Regions from separate parts of the Macaca mulatta genome. Here region 2 is linked to region 1. Evidence: chromatin contacts called from public Hi-C data. All regions are on one chromosome and are shown on one strand. Each heading gives the region's core, a stretch centred on a gene start, on an enhancer-like site or on the middle of the called end of the contact. The rest is flanking DNA. Distances are from core to core; before and after follow the strand shown. Region 1 holds the start of THNSL2 (threonine synthase like 2). Region 2 holds the start of KRCC1 (lysine rich coiled-coil 1).

What was found. A called contact is a pair of places that touch in the nucleus more often than the background predicts.
Region 2: a Hi-C map of liver shows a contact between it and region 1, with 2.6 times the contacts expected there. The contact joins the promoter of KRCC1 here to the promoter of THNSL2 in region 1. A contact is called at or near these places in 3 of 14 Hi-C or Micro-C datasets (cortical neurons, fetal cortex germinal zone and liver).

Annotation. Positions count from the first base shown.
Region 1 is chr13:25,991,926-25,995,913 of T2T-MMU8v2.0, forward strand. THNSL2 (threonine synthase like 2) reads right to left here and starts at 1,767. Exons shown (of 10, transcript XM_077959068.1): 1 at 1,687-1,767; 2 at 721-912.
Region 2 is chr13:26,105,178-26,109,477 of T2T-MMU8v2.0, forward strand. KRCC1 (lysine rich coiled-coil 1) reads left to right here and starts at 1,293. Exons shown (of 4, transcript XM_028832319.2): 1 at 1,293-1,439.

The sequences.
Region 1 (3,988 bases), core at 517-3,016:
TAACTCTGGGGATGAATTTGACAAGACATAGCCCTCAGTATTAGTTTGGACTTTCTGTGCCAGGGTGGGAAGGGAACCCCTGCCCTCTAAGGGCAAAGCCACCCAAAGCTCTCTACCTACATGAGGCCTATGAGCACTGACCTGGAGGAATTCTCATTTCCTAGTCTGTGGCTCTGACATCTATGGGCCCAAGTGCAAGTCTCACGTGGGCTGCCACATGCCACTCTCTTACCTACAAATATAAGTGTATCTAACTTAGAGACAGAGACAAGCTTGATCATACAAACCATGAATCTTTTGAAAGTGATTATGCTGGGACAATGGTATAAGCCAGAACTGTCTCTGGCAACCTAGGACACAAGGTCACCCCATGTGGAAGTCCATGTCAAAGAGATGAAATCTGGCTAACTCCAAAAGTTAACTGCAGTGGATAAGCAAAGCAGACAGTATTTCACAAAACAGAACCAGGGTTGGGGGGCAGGTGTTAGCGGTGCTCAATAAAGAGAGGAATTTCTGCAATTCTGTAGTAAGAGTTAGAGCCAACGCAAACTGCCCAAGACCCTGGCATAACAGAAAGACGGCCTTCATAGGACCAGACTTAAATGCTACGCCTTAGCCCAAAGAACCCGTCGCAGGAGTGAGGGCAGGAGCAAGCAGGGCAGTAAGGTACAGCAAAAGAATTTTTGGAATGCCCTTCCCTGGGTGGAAGGAATATCACACCTGGGGCACTGGGAAGGAGGATATGGACCAACTGTCCAGCAACAGAGGACAGAGGGGCTGGCGCGGGGCTCTGAGCAGGTCATGGAAGGAGCTGGCCTCATTAGCACAGACCCATGCCCCTCACGCAACAGGACTGTCTCTGTTCTGTCCAATGCCCTCCAGGGGCAGCATTCCCGTGCCAATGGAGCAAAGCTAAAGAGAAATACACATGGTTGGGTTCAATGTAAGCCAGAGGCGGAAACAGCAACCACAGGAGGTGGCGAGGTTGAAGAAGAAAACCAAGTGCTGTTTGTTGGGCTGCTCTGTGGGGCCTTCAAGCATGGGACGCAGACCCGGACTACGTGACTCCTGGGATTTTATATTCTAATAATTTTCCCTCACGACTCCTCTGGACCCTATTCCAGAGTAGAGAAGGTCAGAAAAACTCTGACCGATAACCAGGATAAATAAACACTATGGTAAATAGGAGCGGCCCGAAGGCTGGGAACCAGAAGGTGGGTAGACGGGCGCTCCTCAGGGAGGTGGAGGGGTTTTGTGAGAAGCGGTGGGGCAGGGCGGAGACTCGGACCCCAGGAGCCTACGGCACCCCTAGGGGTGGAGGCAGGCCCCGGGCTCTCTCAGCCTACCGGCGCCAGTCATCCCGCCAAGGAGGGCCGCCTAAACCCTCAGGGGGCTCGCAGGCGCCTGAGGTTCCACTCCCTGTCCCTGAAAACACCACGGACTTCTGTTCCGCGTTTCTCCATTGACTGCCCAAACCCCGCAGAAAACGCAAAGCATCAGAAACCCCACCACCACCCTCCTAAGTTCCCCCAAGTCCGAGCGCCGGAACCAAAGGTTCCAGAAACGGGCGGGGCAGCCGACGCGGGCCTGCTGGAGTCAGGGCTGAGCAGAGCCGCAAGAGCGTCCGGAGCTCGGAAATCTCGCCCGCTACGACCCCGGGTGGGCGGCAAGGTTGGCGCGGGTTACCGGTACGGGGAGCGGAGCGCAGCGGGGATGCCCGGGCTGCCAACGTGAGCACTCCCGAGGCCGCGTCCCCGGCGGTGGGGTGGGGCTTCCGGTCGGGGCCGGAGCTATGGTTCTCAGCTCCGGGGAGGGAAGGACCTGGGGGTGGGGTGGGGTGGGGTGGGGAGCGGTGGGGAGCGGTGGGGAGCGGAGGGCGGAGCGCGGAGGACAGCGCGTGGGCCGCGGTGCGGGATCAGGGAAGTATCACCAGGGAGAAGCCCTGTGCCCCTCCCGCGGCCCGTTTTTTAAGGCGCTTTAGTAAACGCTTTATTCACATTCGGCTTCAGAATCTTCGTTGCAGGGCTGTGAGTCCCACCAAACCTCATTTTTCAGTTTAGAAAATGGACTGCAAGGTGCGAAGAAGAAAGGCCCTGCGTTCCTTTAGGATTCTTGTCTCTCATCTGCAGCATCAGAGAGCTGGAGAGCATGAGAGCCTTGGTTCTCAACCTGCGGTTAGTCTGTTAGGATTTCAGAACCCACCAGATTGGTGACATCGGCTCAATTCCGAAAATTCTTTATAAAAAAATTTCAGTGGTTTTGGGGGGTATGAAAATTCTTTATATTTTTTGAGAAACACTTTTTATTAAGCATAGGTCTATTCTAGGATAAAAGCCCGTCACCCCCATTCATTTTTTAAGAGAAACAAAAAGGCAAGAACTTGAAGGAAAAACAAAACAGCAACAACAACAAAAACGCCCTCTAGATAAGCCCAAATGCCCCTGGATTCACATTTAGCTCCTGGGGCCACCCACTGAAGCAAAATTAGAGGAGGTAGACCAGAGAGGTTCAGGCAAAGGTTTAGTTCTGAGTGGGCCAGGTCACTCTGGCAGTCCCATCTGGGCCTCCAGCGACCCTCTCGTGTTGCCTGTTTCTGCCTATTTCTTCCTCCTATCTCTGACATCCTCCTACACTTGTGGTTTCTGCTTACTCAACTTACCTGTTCTCCAAAATTCGGCCCATACATGGTGCCCTCTTGACATGTCCACACAGGTGCATGCACCTACCATGGATTGACCCTAGTCTGGGTGGATCTCAGATTCTGGAAAGAGAGAAGGAGAGAGAGACTGGTCACTGCTCAGCTAATGGGATTGGCCTTCTTGTCCCAAGCTGGGGCTGAGGACTTGTCACAGAGTTCACACAAGGGTCAGAGGGGACATTCCAAGAGAGACGGGTATAGGCCAGGCAGGGACCCCCAAAGGGTTTTCATCCCCTCTATCAGGTGTACTTAATCACTCAGAGGCCAGGGAAACTGAGGCCCATGGCAAAAATAAGATTCAGCAGCGTGTGTTACAGCACTCGTGTGTGTTACAGCGTGTGCTACAGACTCAACCAGTAGAGTCTGCATGAGGACAGATGCACCTTCCACGGACCTCTCCCACAAGCTCTCTGCCACAGTTACACAGGCCTGCAGGCCTTTGCGATTCTATGGGCAGGAGGAGTGGCCAGAAACTGCTCTCTGAATTGTAGTTTTGACTCCCCAGAAAAGAGAGGAGCAAAATGCTCCGGGAACAACAGGGTTCATTAGGAATCTCTGCCTGAGACATAAAGAACAGGACAGCCGCAGAGAAGGGAAACATCCGCATGGCCCATGAGGAAGACAGAATTCTGAATTGCCAAGCAGCAGTAGGGATGTGGAGTTCTCGGGGACTTCTACACGGTATCAGCATTTAGTTTTTATAGGATTAGAAACCACCTGTTTTTTTTTTTCTTTTCAACCTTTATTGATTAGAGTGCTTAGCTGTCTATAACATTGAAGCCAACGATCTTCCAGCCAATGCTGAAGCAGAGCCCTGGGGTCGATGCCGTGCTGTTTCTTCTGTGTGACCCAGGAAGAACTATTTTAGAGAGGCTTCTCCAAAGCTGTACAGGAGAATTTACCTTTGTTGCCATGCACTGGATGTAGGAGTTAGGGACCAGAGCCCTTGCTAAGGATTAGGTTAGGGCCTGGACTTCTGGAGAAGAAAGCAACCTGCTAAAAGTCCTCCAGCCTTTGTGCAGGGCAGAGGGCAGAACTCAGGCTGCTTCTGGTGTCCAAGCTGGGCAAAGACAGCAGGGCAGAAGAGAGAGAAGATGGCATTCCAAATCAGGACAAACTATTCTCTCAGAGCATTTTCGAACTCCTAAATTGATGATCCATCATTTTGCCAAGTATGTGTGGTGGTGGTTTGAGGAAATGGGGTAATATTTAAGTTTAAGTACCCTGAGTCACCCTCACGTCTTGAGTTCCTGACTCAGTAACAAGAGTGCCAAATAAATAGCCCCAAAT
Region 2 (4,300 bases), core at 43-2,542, 110 kb after region 1:
AGGTCATTTATGGACCAGTGATGACAACGTACCATGACAAACGATTGTGCTTAATCTACTCTGTGTAATTAGGACATAATAAAGGAAAGAGAGATTATAACTGAGGCTTTATTGTATAGATCATAAAATGTTTTGTTTTACTTATTTTCCTTTTCTTCGTCCTTTTCTTCCTCCATGCAGGCTTGCTTGCACGTAGTCATTTCAGTAGAGGGTAGTCACTAGGAATTGATTAACTTCATAACCTAACCCCAGAGCTGCAGGCAAGACTGATGAATTTGTTTTTCTTTTAAAGAACAATGGACCTAGCACGGTGGCTCACACTGGTAATCCCAGCCCTTTGGGAGGCTGAGGTGAGTGGATCACTTGAGCCCAGAAGTTCGAGACCAGCCTGGGCAATATAGTGAGACATTCCCACCCCCTGCCCAATCTCTATAAAAAATGAACGAAAATCACCCAGGCGTATGTGCCTGCCTGCAGTCCCAACTACTTGGGAGGCTGAGGTGAGAGGATCACTTGAGCCCAGGAGGTCGAGGCTGCAGTGAGCGGTGATCGTACCACTGCACTCCAGCCTGGGCCATAGCACAAGACCCTATCACAAACAAAACAACGATGACTCTTAGGTCACGCAGACCTCCTTGATGGTCCAGATGGGGCATCATCTGATGGGGCAGATGAGACCTAGAGTCCCAGGGAGGAAACACTTTGATCACGGGGGATCCCACCCTCTTTATTCTTACCTTACTCATAAAAGCCCCCCCGTTACGTTCAAAGGCATGTCAGTATCTGAGAGACTTCTCCCGCTCTCTCACTTTGGCCAAATGGAATAAACCTTCCCCCGCTCCTAAGCACTGAATGTGTCAGTTTTGGCTTACTGCCCATTTGGTACACGAACCTATATTTGGGGGTTGATAAGGCAACAGATCATGTATTTTTAAGATATTTGGGGGTGGAACTGTAAATTTCCAGACTTTTTTTTTTTTTCACTCAGTTGGCTTTATACTCCTTCTCCCAAGGCGAGCGGCCCCACGAACTTTTCTTTGCCCCCGAAAGGAGGGCAGAGGGACAGGATCAAAACCAGTCGCTCCAGCAAGACGTTAGAACCGCGCCGGGAACTGCCAGGCCCAGTGGGCGAAGCAAGCAGCAAGGCGGGGCTCAAGGGGCTTCCTGGGCGTTGGGCTCGCAGCGCAAGCGCACTAGCGCGCCTCGCCGCCATGGCGTCTGCGCTGTCCAGTCATAAGCCGGTAGTGGCGGCGACTTCCCCTCAGGAAGCCGGGTCTCCGCCTCCTCCTCCCATCCCGCCTGCTCGGCGGCGGAGGCGGCGGCAGCGGCAGCGGTTGTTCCTGCCTCTCCGCCACCTCCACCGCGGCTTATCCCCTGGCTGGCGGCGTTGGCGGGGCGGGGGACAGTAGTTGTAGACGCCCGCCCCTGCCTCAGAGAAGGTGAGTTCCCGCCCCGGCGGCGGGGGCGGCCCGGTCTTCAGCCCCTCAACTCCTGCGCTCCAGGACAGGCCTCGCGCGCCCAGCCCGCCGGGCGCGCCCCGAGTGTGCGAAATGGCCGACTAGGGCGCGGCCCGAGTCCCGCGCACCCCTCACCGGCCGCCGCTCCCGGAAAGGGGCGCAGGGCTTCCGAGTGAAGTGCGGAGGGAAGGGGCGCTCGGCTTGCGGAGGAAGCCGAGGTCGGAGTGGGAAACTAGGGGCGGCCAGGAGGAAATCTAGACCCGGAGCGTCAGGGAAAGGGAAGTGGGGTTGATGAGGAAACTCGAAAATTGAGGGGACAGGGATAAGTAGAAAAAAGCCCAAACGTGGAAGAGGGTAAGCTTCCGTTTGGTGAAGTTCAGCATCCTGGAAAGTAGAGACTTCGACGTAGGACACTTAGGGAGAGGTGGATTTAGGAATCGGGGAAAGCAGGAAGTAGCGGGACCCTTGGGGGAAGAGAAGAGGGGATGAGGTTTAGCGGGGGATCACTGGAGAGTTTTCCTAAGCTTTTGAGCATATGGCCCTGTAAGACAAGCTTCTAAGATTTATAGGCCCGTCTTGATAGTGATCTGGGGTTTTATGTGTGTGTGCTTTTAATCCTCTAATTTAGAGACGGAGGTCTCGCTGTGCCCAGGCTGGAGTGCAGTGGCGCGATCATAGCTCGCTGCAGCCTCCAACTCCTGGGCTCAAGGGATCCTTCTGCCTCAGCCTCCGGAGTAGCTGGGACTATGGGCGCGAGCTATCGCGCCCAGCTGAGTTTTAATATGTACCTACCAATGTCAGAGATACAGGAAGCTGGACATTAAAGCGCTGAAAAAGGATTTTATTCCGCAACTACTGACGGGGGAAAGGCTGAGCTCCATTCCTATTTTCACCGAGATGATTGCGAGTTTTAAAGGGAGAAGTAGGGAGTGGGAAGAGAGGGCTCAAGTAGAGTCAGGGAGGTGAAAAATTACAAAGGGCTGGTCACTGCATAAATGCAAGTAGGCCAGCTCTGTCTCCTATCTTGGAATTATCTGAGATAAAATAGGATCCTCCCACAGAGACCGGGAGTCAGGCCCAGTCCTTCCTGGTTACATTTCAGAGCATTGGCTTCCAGGTCCTTAAGGAAGACACTCCTGAATTGTAAGAGGTACAAACACATCTCAAAGGAACGGAGGAGGATTCGTAGTTGTGAGCCCTTTTTAGTAAATGCTTTTTAAAAGGGAAGTCAGGGAGCTGTTATTAGGTGTTGGTTAGAACAAACAGTAAAATTTTTTTGGCAGCCTGGCTTTTCCAACAGGAACTCAAAAGAGGGCTGGATTGCCCTCATGGATGTGGCCTTAGGCTTCTCGAGGCCATGTTAAATTTTGGTCAACTCTCCAAGGATGGGGAGAGTTTTTGCAGTTCTCCAACACATTGCCCCTAACACAAAAGGCTATTTCTTATCCATCTTAATCTGAGAGACGTTTGAGTTCTTACCATAATAGTTCTATATGTCTACAAACAGCCTGCTGGTTGCAAACCATGAGATAAGGCTTAAAGCAGTTTTGGGAATTATTTTAGTTGATAGTGCTTGATCCCACTGCAGAAGACATAAGTGAAACATTTAGCCATGTTCAGTATCAATTTTTTTAGTATTTGCTGTGTTGCCTTATGTTGCTGTTTGTCTTCACAGTGAAAGATGATGGGAGCCAGAATATTGTAGAATAATTTAGATTCCTTTTTCCAGGAGAGACACCTGTAAATATAACTCCATAAAAATACTGATTTCTTGTTTATCCTTTTTCATGATACATTTTGCATGTTATCCCATAATATTTTACACAATTGACTTTGTGTCAATTGACTTTGGAGAACTAGCAGAGGAGTAAAATACTGCAAATTTCTTAAAACATTTTTGTAAGCACTTTTTCTGTTCACTAAAAATAGGGATTAGTCATTGCAACCAAATGTTGAAACTATTAAGTTCTCTTAGTGAAGGCAGTTTTGGAAGACTAGATTTAGTGTCTTCAGTCAGCCTGGATTATTTTGCTTTTATAACAAATTTCCTGCCTCTCACTAATAAATAAGCCTGAGCAGTTTAAAGACTACAATTCAATTTGGCTCACATGGCCAGACCACAGGAAGATTTGGAAACAGCTTCTCATGGAAAAAGCTTTTTGCCAGACTCAGCATGTGTTTTTGTTTTTGATTTTGCAATGACTTCAAATATGTGCAAAAGACTTTAAAAGATGTCAGTTCACACAATACTTTCTGTTCCACCTCAAGGTGGTAAAATGAGAATACTGGAATAGGAGTCTGACTAGTTACAGGTTCTAGTGCTAGTTTCTCCTACAGCTAAATGACCCTGAGTAAGTCCTACTTCCTGGATTTGAGTTTTGTCATCTGTGGGTGGGGGAATTGGACTAGCCCAGTGACTCTCATCTAGGGATGATCGTACCCCCCCCCAGAAGACCTCTGATAATGTGGAGACATTTTAGGTTGTCATCACTGAGCAGAGAGGGAGAAGAGCCAATCATAATTCCAAAAGACACAATCCTGAATGTTGAAATCCCGAAAGATGAAAATCCCTAAAGTTTAAGTCCCCAAAATCACAATTACAAAAGGCCAAAATATTGAAAATAATACATCTGGGAAAAGTACTTTTTTTAGTTCTTTAAAATATGTTTGTTTACATTTTTAAAGGGGGATTTATTTAAGAAACATGACAGAACACTTCATAGGTCATTTGACACAATAAAACGCAATGGTAACATTTTGCAAACAAGTATACTAACAGTCACATGCATATAACAGTTAGGAGCAGATGAGCTGTATTCATAAAGAAGTAGATCAAAAAGGGA